Regions from separate parts of the Anas platyrhynchos genome. Here region 1 is linked to region 2. The links are chromatin contacts, called in public Hi-C maps. All regions are on one chromosome and are shown on one strand. The core of a region is the stretch at or near the end of the contact, and the rest is flanking DNA. Distances in the headings are between cores, read along the strand shown. Region 1 overlaps PSEN2 (presenilin 2). Region 2 overlaps CDC42BPA (CDC42 binding protein kinase alpha).

What was found. Hi-C and Micro-C count contacts between places; a contact is called where the count stands out from the background.
Region 1: a contact with region 2 is called in a Hi-C map of subcutaneous adipose tissue, with 2.0 times the contacts expected there. The contact joins two enhancer-like sites. A contact is called at or near these places in 3 of 8 Hi-C or Micro-C datasets (liver, skeletal muscle and subcutaneous adipose tissue).

Annotation. Positions count from the first base shown.
Region 1 is chr3:19,917,640-19,922,879 of IASCAAS_PekinDuck_T2T, forward strand. It overlaps PSEN2 (presenilin 2), which reads right to left. Exons shown (of 11, transcript XM_038176124.2): 11 at 457-1,337. The coding sequence ends at 1,293. Among named protein-coding and RNA genes, the nearest start is that of COQ8A, 5.8 kb to the left of the region's middle. Within about 2 kb of position 2,347, at least 3 of the 8 cell types and tissues checked have an H3K27ac peak or open chromatin away from gene starts, as enhancers often do.
Region 2 is chr3:19,866,823-19,871,707 of IASCAAS_PekinDuck_T2T, forward strand. CDC42BPA (CDC42 binding protein kinase alpha) reads left to right here. Exons shown (of 37, transcript XM_072035491.1): 35 at 2,172-2,289; 36 at 3,015-3,172; 37 at 4,488-4,885. The coding sequence ends at 4,619. Among named protein-coding and RNA genes, the nearest start is that of COQ8A, 45 kb to the right of the region's middle. Within about 2 kb of position 1,974, at least 1 of the 8 cell types and tissues checked has an H3K27ac peak or open chromatin away from gene starts, as enhancers often do.

The DNA.
Region 1 (5,240 bases), core at 1,097-3,596, 51 kb after region 2:
ACTGTCAGAGTTTCTGTAGGAGCTGATCTGCTAAACATGCAATGCAAACACCTGCTAGATTAAGCTCTTTCAAGCAGGGTGGCTAGAAGAAACCTAGAAGACTTTCCTGCTAAAAACTAAAGTTTGGCATCCATTGATGCCTTAGTGCCTCCAGTATGACGTGGCAGCAGAATGAGGCTGTTGCATGTTACAAGTTTTTCCTTCAGTGTCTAAATCCCATGCAATTTCTGTGTTATGTATTTGTTTCCTTTTGCAGATCTGCACAGTGCAGATCTGAATGTACAGAGCAAGCATGAGCAGCATTAAGAAATCTGTCACAATACATCTTCGGTACTACAACTGTCATTTGCTTCTCAAATCTTACCCAGTATTGCCACATTCAGTCAGCTTTCAACAGATTTGCTGCCTTATCCAAAAATGTGATCGCTTCTAGGAAGGTTCTTATATCAATGAGGATTATATATCAATCTTTTATTAAATTATAATACAACTTGTAATAAATTTGAATATAATACAAATTACAATCTAGATACAAACACTATAATGATAGATCTATTCTCAAGTATAATACAATACATAAATATAATGGAAATTATAATAACCAAATTATAACTAAGAATGAGTCACACTTCCCCAGAGCTTTCTCCTCACTGATCCTAAAATGGTTTATTGAAGATAATTTACTTCTCCAGATATCCTGATTTTACAAGTCAGAGGTCAGTACCTTACCCAAGGTCAGTGGGAAAGTTTGACATAGCAGCCAGAAGTTACGGCTCCATAGCAAATGCTTCAGTGGTGCCATCATATCTTTACCTCGTATTGCCCACCGAGACTTACATAACGAAGGGCTTAATGATGCAATTTCAGGGGTTGCTCACATTTCATGACCAGCTCTGCTGCAGCTCTCGGTAAAAGCAGCAAGAAGGACGTGGCAAGGAGTGAGTCCAGGCCTCTTTAAACGTGACTTCCAGCAGGCCCTCTATCAGCCTTTAGGTAAGGTTGCTTTTCTCCTCCTGTTTGCTGCTTTCTGAGGAAAGTCTGCTCAGCAGATAGCAGCTTGCTGCTTATTGGACATCAGGGAACACCCCCACCACCACCCCCCCAAAAAAAAAATCTCTTCCAGTTCTGATGTTGACTGCTTTGAAGAACGCAGAGAAAGTTGGCTTCTGTTAAAGCCTTGTACAAAGTGGCCAAGTTCCCAGGCATACGTAGAGAAGAATTGGTCAGACTGTCTCAGCTTCTAAAAAAAAAGTTAGAGAACCAGAGCCTGGAAAGATCTTCAGTCCCTGCAGTTAGAAGGGCTCCAATGCAACAGGATTGGTAGGCAGACAACTAACCTGCAGAAAGAAAAAGTTGATGGATTCTCAATTAAGCTAATATTGGTCTTGTCATCAGGTTGACAAGCACCCAGGCTATTCAGAGAACACTCAGAAAACCTCTTACACTGGACAGGCCCAATCTGTTCCTCTGACCACAACAAAATGTGCACCACCATCCTTCTCCCACATTTGTGTAGCTAATCACAAAGCAAAAACTACTCTGGAAATGCTTCCCTCAGCTATCGAAGCTCTCATAAGCTACCTCCTAAGGGGCTTTACCTCATGTTCATTCATCTTTTATATAGGGCAATTTCTTCAGGGAAGAAGGAATTGTCTTATCTGCCTGATAAATTTATTGATAAATTGGTGTCCCACCAACCTAACACTGTAATGATGACGAATTGAAACAGCTCAAGGAGAAGCCACTGGACAGGTGGCTTGGTTTCAGTAGTTAACTTCTGGGTATTTCAAAACTTTGGCACGTTTCAGTGACACTGTTTGTATCTCATGTTATTTACAAGGCTTTACGGCCAAGAATGAGAGCAACAGCCTTGTAAAGAAATGAGATCTCTCTGAGTCAGTCAGGGGTAAATTCACATCCAGGATCGTCCCAGGATCCAAACGATGAGCTATTTTTATAACGCTTAGGACTGCTCTGATTCCTGAACTGTGTATTTTCACCCCAAAAACATCAAGGCATTCTTTGCACTTGGCCTTTTCTCTCTTCCCTCACTACAAAGAGAAGGAGACAGGGTTCAATTTCATTTTGCCAGTGAGAACTTTAAGCTGATTTAGCGCTGTTGGAAGGAGTCAGTGTAGCAGTTCTTCTGACAAACGTTTTCTGTCCAAGAAGATGCAGTGCAGGGAACGAAACAGGTATTTCACGACCTCCCGCCCCCATTTTCTTCCTGGAGCTGTCAGCTAACAGCCTCGCTCTGCATAGCTGGAGGAGGCAGGGAAAACCAGTGGGGCTGCTGGAAGGCTGAGCCCTCCTGCCAGCAGGAAGTGGGCAGGAGCTGCTGCGAGGTTACACAGCCTGGCTTTTGACAGAGCCTTTGTGGCTAGTGCTGCATGGCTCCAGGGAAGTGACTATACACCGCTGACCTCTACTAGGAAGCCGTGGCAGGCCCACTAATGCTGGGATTATCTTTAATAATTGTTTGGAGAGTAAGTAGCAAGGCTACTTTTCAGGCATTTCACAGAGCAGATTTTCAGGGACGTGAGGCAGATCACAGCCTCTTTGTCTTGCACCAGGGCATGCCCCTGCCCTCCACCACACACACAAAGTCTCACTGGGTCAGATAACATGATTTCTGTTCCACTGGGAGAGAAGACCTGTTGCAAAAATGTTTTCTCAAAGTGGAAATTTGTATAGAGGTACGTGGATTTTTTTTTTCTTTACATTATGAAAGAAAAGAGAAGTGTTACTCTCTAGATGGGGTGCTAACAAGTCACGACAAACCACAGCTGCAAACATGTTTATCGCTGACAGAGGACTGCTGGAAAAAGGTGTTTGGCACACCACTCTTACCACCACGCTACGTGTGGCTGTGGTTTGTGCCACACAAACTCACCCTTCCCTCCAAATTTTTCCACACGGGCACAGAATGGGTTCTTGGTACTTTGGAAAGCTGGAGGCGAGCCCAGGGGAGCAGAGCATGCTGAGAGAAGGACAGAGTCAGGTGGACAGGCTGCAGATAGAAGCACTAAATGGAAGAAAGCGATACTAGTCCTTGTCTTTGGATAGGTTTTGGGACAGTGCACCTGGCCCCTGTCACCTTAGCAATTAATCACAGTCACAGAAGAGCCCAGGTTGGAAGGAACCTCAGAAGATTATCGGGTCCAACCTTTTCTTAGAAAAGGGAACCTAGATGAGATTCACCCTATCCAACCCCATCTTGACAATCTCCAGTGATGGGGACCCTACCACGTCTCCCTGGGGTGGTTGTTTGTTGTTCTCTGTATAAAGAATTTCTTTCCTTTATCAAGACAAAACCTCTCCAGCAAAGTAAAATGTTCACAATATTGTTTATATTCTGCACAACAATGCTTCACAGGTATCAAGCAAAGCCCTTTTGGGTGAGATGAAGCTGAGGAGAGTATAGCAGCTGATGAGCAGCTATGTGCCTCAAGAACACCATATTACCATTTCTCCCATGTTTTGGGAAACTTGGTTAAACATTACTCAGCCTGTAGTTCTTTATTGATTTGCTAGACAGATCAGTTATTTCTGCTCCTTGTAAATGGCCTTTGCTTGTATAGGTTGGTGAGTGCTTTGCCCTCTCCTTCTGCCACCTGACTGATTACATGTACCTCACTCAGTCCTGCAGAAGTGTGGAAGGGAGTGACCATGAAGAGATGCCTCTGAGAAACAGCCACGGACAGGCTCAGAGCTCAACCACCCAGATGTCTGCTGGTAAATCTACCCAGCAGGCTGTGAGCAATCCAGGAGATTCCTAGAGGACATTGAGGAAAAGTTCCTGGTCCAGGTGTTAGGCAAACCAACCAGAGGAGAAGCGTTACTGGTGCTCACCAGTGTGGAAGAGCTCATCAAGGAGGTGAAGACTGGAGGCAGCCTGGGCTGCAGTGACCATCCCTAGTTGAGGCCCTCATTAGGCCGTACCTGGAGCTCTGAGTCCAAGTCCGCCAGCACTAGAAGGCTGTTGGAGCAGGTCCAGAGGAGGGCCACGAAGTTGATCAGAGGGCTGGAGCACCTCTCCTGCAAAGAAAGGCTGAGGGAGCTGGGAATGTTTAAACCTACAGAAGAGAAGGCTCCGGGGTGATCTCGCTGTGACTTTCCAGCACTTGAAGGGGGCTTATAAAAAAGATGGAGAGCAACTCTTTGCTCAATCCAATAGTGACAGGATGAGGAGGAATGGTTTTAAACTAAAAGAGGGGAGACTGAGATTAGAGGTTAGGAGGAAATTCTTCACTCAGAGGGTGGTGAGGCACTGGAACAGGTTGTGGATGCCCTATCCCTGGAGGTGTTCAAGGCCAGGTTAGATGAGGCCATGGGCAACCTGATCTAGTGGGTGGCATCCCCACCTGTGGGGCTGGAACTAGATGGTCTTTAAGGTCCCTTCCAACCTGAGCCATTCTGTGATTGTTTCTATAATTGAAAACATGGAAAACAGTGATGTGAAAGAATGCTGGCCTAGTGCTTTTCCTCCTCTGCCTCCTCCTGATTCTTCAGGCCCTGCAAAGCAGTTAGGGAGTACCAGGCTTCACACACCATTTATTTCTGCAAAGACCTAACCTTGAGCTGGCCTTGGGAGCTGCCACTCTGTTCAGCCTGTATTTGACAGGACTCAAAACAGTTTCCAGTTCTGGAAAACTCCCCCTCCTACTCCTTGGCCCCAAACCAGGTTTCTATATCAAGGAGCTTAGCTAGTTCCACTTCATAGTCTTTATATCTATTAAATACTGAGTGATAAATAATACTGAGCACTGACACATCCAAATTGTGCTCTTGGGCACCTGTCAAACAAATGCATTGCATGAAGGAGGAAATAAACAGTTCAATATTCACTTAACTCCTTGAGGGCCCAGGGCAAATGCCTGGAAGCTAGTGGGAAAAGATGGATTAATGAAAACCTGTAGCAACAGGAAGATGTAAAGGGAAGAAGGGTGACTTGTTATTCATGTTTGATGCCCTGATTTTTCCTACATAACCAAGCTTAAACCCAGCATTTACACTCCTACTCTCACTGTGTTTCCCACTTGTGAAGTTGGAACAGCTCACACCACTTCATCTTTCCTGATAAGGTGAAGGGAGAGCAAGCAAGGATAAATTTAACTAGGGACGCTGTGGTGTGCTAGGAGACATGAATACTATGGGATGGGAAGATACTATCTGTCCAGGCTGCCTTCTTATAATGCAACTGACTTCAAGAAAATTAGATCGCTACTGGTGACAAAAAG
Region 2 (4,885 bases), core at 724-3,223:
CAGACTCTCTTCAGACACGTGCAGCAAACCTTCGCTGCCAGGCTGCCTCGCTCGACCCCTACTGCTGGGAAGGGTTTCAGATACACACCTACAAACCACGCTGGAGAGAATTTAAAAATGCAGATGAAATAATAATGTATTTTCCATAAAGTTTCCATAAGGTTTTCCAGCATGTATTTAGTTCATTTTTAGATCAATGAACAATAAATTTGCTCTGTGGAGAAACTTTCTACAAGGAATTACATGGACGTTGCAAACTGAGGTCATGAAAAATAATCGTCACTAGCAACACTAACAAAATAAATTAGTCTTTTTAACATACTCATTCCTCCCTTCCCCTGCTGCCTGTAGGTCTATTCAGTCCCTGTTGAGGATGTAGATTGCCTTGTCATTAAATGTAACTGCTCTCCTTGCAAAATGAAATGTTGTAGGTTTATACAAGTATGAAGCACCTTCCATGCAACTTCAGTGTGCTAATTGCAGTGCACACGTTTCCTGGTGCTGCTCTTGGCTTTCTTTTTTATTTCTCAAAACACAATGATAACCTCTTCCCCTGACTATTTGTAGCATTGGAGGAGCCCCTCTCTGTTCTTTATGCACAGCCAGGTTGCTCATGCTCTACGCTGTAACTCAGGTTATTCATTGCATGGTGAAGGACAGGTACAGAAATTTAGTGTTTGGTGCTACAAAGTAGGTTGTTCATTCTCATTTGGAGGAAAAAAAAAAAAAAAAAGGTAAGCAAGAGGCAGCTGTGTGATCCTGCAGGTGATTTAAAATAAATCCTTATAAGCCTCTGGGTATAAATCCTCACTGACAACACTGCAGAAGTGGTTACGGGGAGAATTAAACAGGGCTTCTCCCTTGGTAAGGTCTCTTTTTGGTGTTTGAGAGAGATTTTAAATTCTTCTTTGTTTTTTGAGTGTTAAAAATGAGTCGTTTCTAGTCCACTGAGATGAAAAGCAAAGATTTGAGTGTAGTAGCAAAGAGGTCTGTAATAGCAGTGACTCTTAAAGTCTCTGCAAAGTTGGACTGACAGCAGATTGGCAACAATTGTCTGATAAAGTCTGCACTATATAATCCCTATTCGTTGCAAAGCCTTTATCTAAATATCCACTTTAAAATATATCCGGAGAAATAGTTGGTAGCTGAAAGTCGCTGAGAATACCCGAGGGGTGGTGGGTGGGGGAATCTTTGTTCTGGTCTGAAATTTGCATGACTTTGCTGCAAATAGATGTAAATAGGCATTGCAATAGAAAATGTTGTTTTATTGTGTTTTATTTACCTTATCTGAGAGAGTGGATGGGAAAATAACTAAATATGGCTAGGAAGAAATTAACAGTTACTGCTGAAAGTGTTTTGTGACATGGAAATAAACTGATGCTCAGAGCTACCTGCAGTTCTTTCCACATGCTGCATCTGTAAAGGTTCCCTAAACTTAACTCTACTTAATGCTCGTGACTTAATAGTGGAAATCATGTTAGTCTGGTGTTTAGGCAGAGATAAAATGATAAGAAAGGATATCAGAAATCCTGGGTTAAAAAGCCAGCTCATCTTTAGGCTAACTAAGCTGAGAATCCTTTTTCCCCACAGTTAGCTATAAGTTAACAGAAGCAGAAATAACATCTCCAATTAGTTACTTGAAAGTATTGTTTTCCCTTCACGTAATGACAAAACCTATTTTTAAGGAACTGCCGTATCCAAGCAGATGCATTGTGTTTTATCTCTCCCCTCAGTAAAGGACCACTTCAGTCCAGTAATAATTTAGAAAATCTCGCTGGAACTCAGGTAGTGACAATGGAAATACATAGAAAAACTGATGGTGGGTGCCCTGGTCATCCTGTTTGACCAGGCTGGAAACACGAGGCGGATTGTTACTTTGGTTCAATTGATGGAGGTCTGGAGAAACACTGTTAGTCCCTTCAGAATCACCCGAGTAATGGACGACTGATCCAGCAGGTGGTGTTACAACTCTGCAGGCATTAGGGATTAACGTGGTTACCATAGGAAGTTATGTAGAACTGCAGAGTTGGTTTGCAAACTTTGCTGACATGCTGCTCAGACAATTCATACCTGGTAAGGTTGGGTTGTTAATGGGTATTGGGGCCTTCCTTCCTAACATCCAAGGTTGAGCTAGCAGTCGATAAAAAACTTGTTGTGTGTCTGCATTGCAGAATCTTCGGCCTCAGGAAAGTCGGACTGTGTTCAGTGGCTCCGTCAGCATCCCATCGATCACGAAGTCCCGCACAGAACCAGGACGATCAATGAGCGCAAGCAGCGGGTTAGCAGCAAGTAAGCAAACAGACCTGTTGGGTTGGGGCTATGCACAAGTGTTTTAGGGAAGTTAGAATTAAAACAGCATTCTTACCCTTGGGACTACTTTGCTGCTGCTTAAGTGTTTTAAATCATTGCCAAGTTGTTCTCAAGTTCCATGGTTACTCTGTTTGTTGCTGACTTGCCTCTCTTGCTGCTGGTGCAGAGGAAGCAGTGGGAAACTGACTGCTGGTATGGAAGTGTTGTGCTGCACTGAATTGGAAACCCTTTTCCTAGTGCTGCCATGCTACCTCATGTGCCAGTCAGCACAGGTCACTGCCACCAGACAAGTGATGAAATAATAGAGCATGTGAAAACAGCCAGCTGCTTGCAGAAAGCACATATGTCTGCTAGAATCTGTATGTGCTGGCGTGACCCTATGCACTCCCTGGGGAGATGCAACTGTAACGAGGCTGCCAGCACAGCAGTTTCTTCAACTGCTGTCTCTTTAGGGACACAGTGACTCTGTCCGTGCTGTGTAAAGCATGCTAACTCTGACACGCCAAGGGAAGAACCAGAGAATCCCTAGGAAAAACTGTGTCTGGCATCAGACGAGATAAAAGCCCACATCAGCTGCAAGCCATGAGCTGAGCATCTTGGGACGTGCTGAAGGAAAGCAGAAACAGCTAGAGGAACAGCTAACAAAATTTCTGGTACCTTGACCAGGCATCTGTAACACAGCTTAATTCCTCTGCGTGTTTTAGGATCATCTGCACAGAATGGCAGCGCGTTGCGGAGGGAATTCTCAGGAGGTAGCTATGGAGCAAAGCGACAGCCGATGGCATCGCCCTCAGACGGCTCCTTGTCCTCTGGTGGCCTGGACCAGGGCAGTGACGCACCGACAAGGGACTATGAGCGAGAGGTGAGTGACAGGATAAAGAGGAGAAAATCAAAGCATGTTGATAAGGATGAGGAAGTTAAATTATGTCAGGGGTTTGGGTGGTGTAAGAATTTATTCACAGAGAAGGCCGATCAAGCATCAGAATAGGCTTCCCAGTGAAGTGAGAGAGCCCCCACCCCTGGAGGTATATAAAGGGCATGTGGACGTGGCACATGGGTACGTGGTTTAGTGATGGGACTTGGGAGGTCAGGCTGACAGTTGGACTTGATAACCTTGAAGGTCTTTTCCAAGCCAGATGATTATACAATTGTGTTCTAACTCTGTTCCTAGTATATAATGTGTAGAAAATTCTCTTTGCACTCCTCACCTGTAGATACAGGGACAGTGAGGTTCCCAAAACTACTGGCCCAGTAGACTAACAGCTTGGTAGCAACATCTCACAGCTTGAAGTGGTGATACTACTTCTGCCCTTTATTTGCAGACTCATAAGCTATATTAGCAAATATTTAACAGCAGGCATTTTGTCATAGTCATCAGAATGCCTGAAGTTAATGAGGTAATTTAAGAATTACCATATAATAATTTCCTTTAGAGCAGAAACTGGATTTGATCATTTACATTTTGTGCAAAATGAGACTGTAATTATGACTGGATGACAATCCTGCCCAGTGCTAAACTCAGTCCCTCCAGCCAGGAATGTTTTATGTAGGAGGGCTCAATCTGCAGCTGGCCAGCCAAACTTCACCAGCCTATTTTCAAACCAAGGAATGAGAAAACCAGAGATCACACAGGCTTTTCGTGGTACAGAAGGGCAAGTGTCAACCCAAACTCAGGTCAGACATATTTGCATTCTGCTGTACTCAGGAAGATCTAATTAGAGTATCTTGACCAGAATCATTTCAATTAATATTCTGGGAGCGTCATAGAAGAAACTGTGATAAAGCGTGCACCATGAAGATTCCACCAGTTAGCGAAGAGCATCCTGGGTTCTAAGTTGCAAAAAGGCAGGAGCTGTTGTAGCTCACAAGCAACTTGGAGTTGCACGCTCAGGCTCATGAAGAGGCCCTCAGTAATGTGCAAGCTGCGAGAATCCCACAGGTGTTGTACCCTTGTACCAGCATCAGTTATGCCTACTGTAAGCAGCAGATTTGACAGCTTACTCTTAATTCCCACCCCCTTGCCAAGAAATTCTGAGCAAAGAAAATTCCTCCATATTTTTGGACACAAGCAAAATATGTGTAGGCCTTTGAATCCAGTCACCTGTTGCTCAGACACCCAGAGTCACTCAGGCTTCGTGTTGTTACTTACTGGTGTTCTTCCTGTCTCTTGGCTGCAGGACTCTGACTCTCCAAGACACTCTACTGCGTCGAACAGCTCCAACCTCAGCAGCCCTCCCAGTCCAGTTTCTCCTCACAAGACCAAGAGCCTCTCCCTGGAGAGCTCTGACCATGTGAGTTGGGACTCATGAACTGCTTCAGCTTTCAGATTCGACATCACAGCAGCTTGCTGTCCCCTTCACCTCTTCCAGTTCCCACCTTCATCATCTTAACCCTCCCCGTTGCCCATCTCAGTGATCTGGGAGTGGGCTAGAGAGGCTGGTCGTCTTCAGCACTGTTCAGCACTGCCTCACCCTCTCTTCCCCAGATTTGACAGCAGCAATTGAGCAAAGCTAGGGTGTTGGTAAATACCAGATGCTGTTAGATTTGTATTAGTCTTGGTTTCATTTTTGTGGTT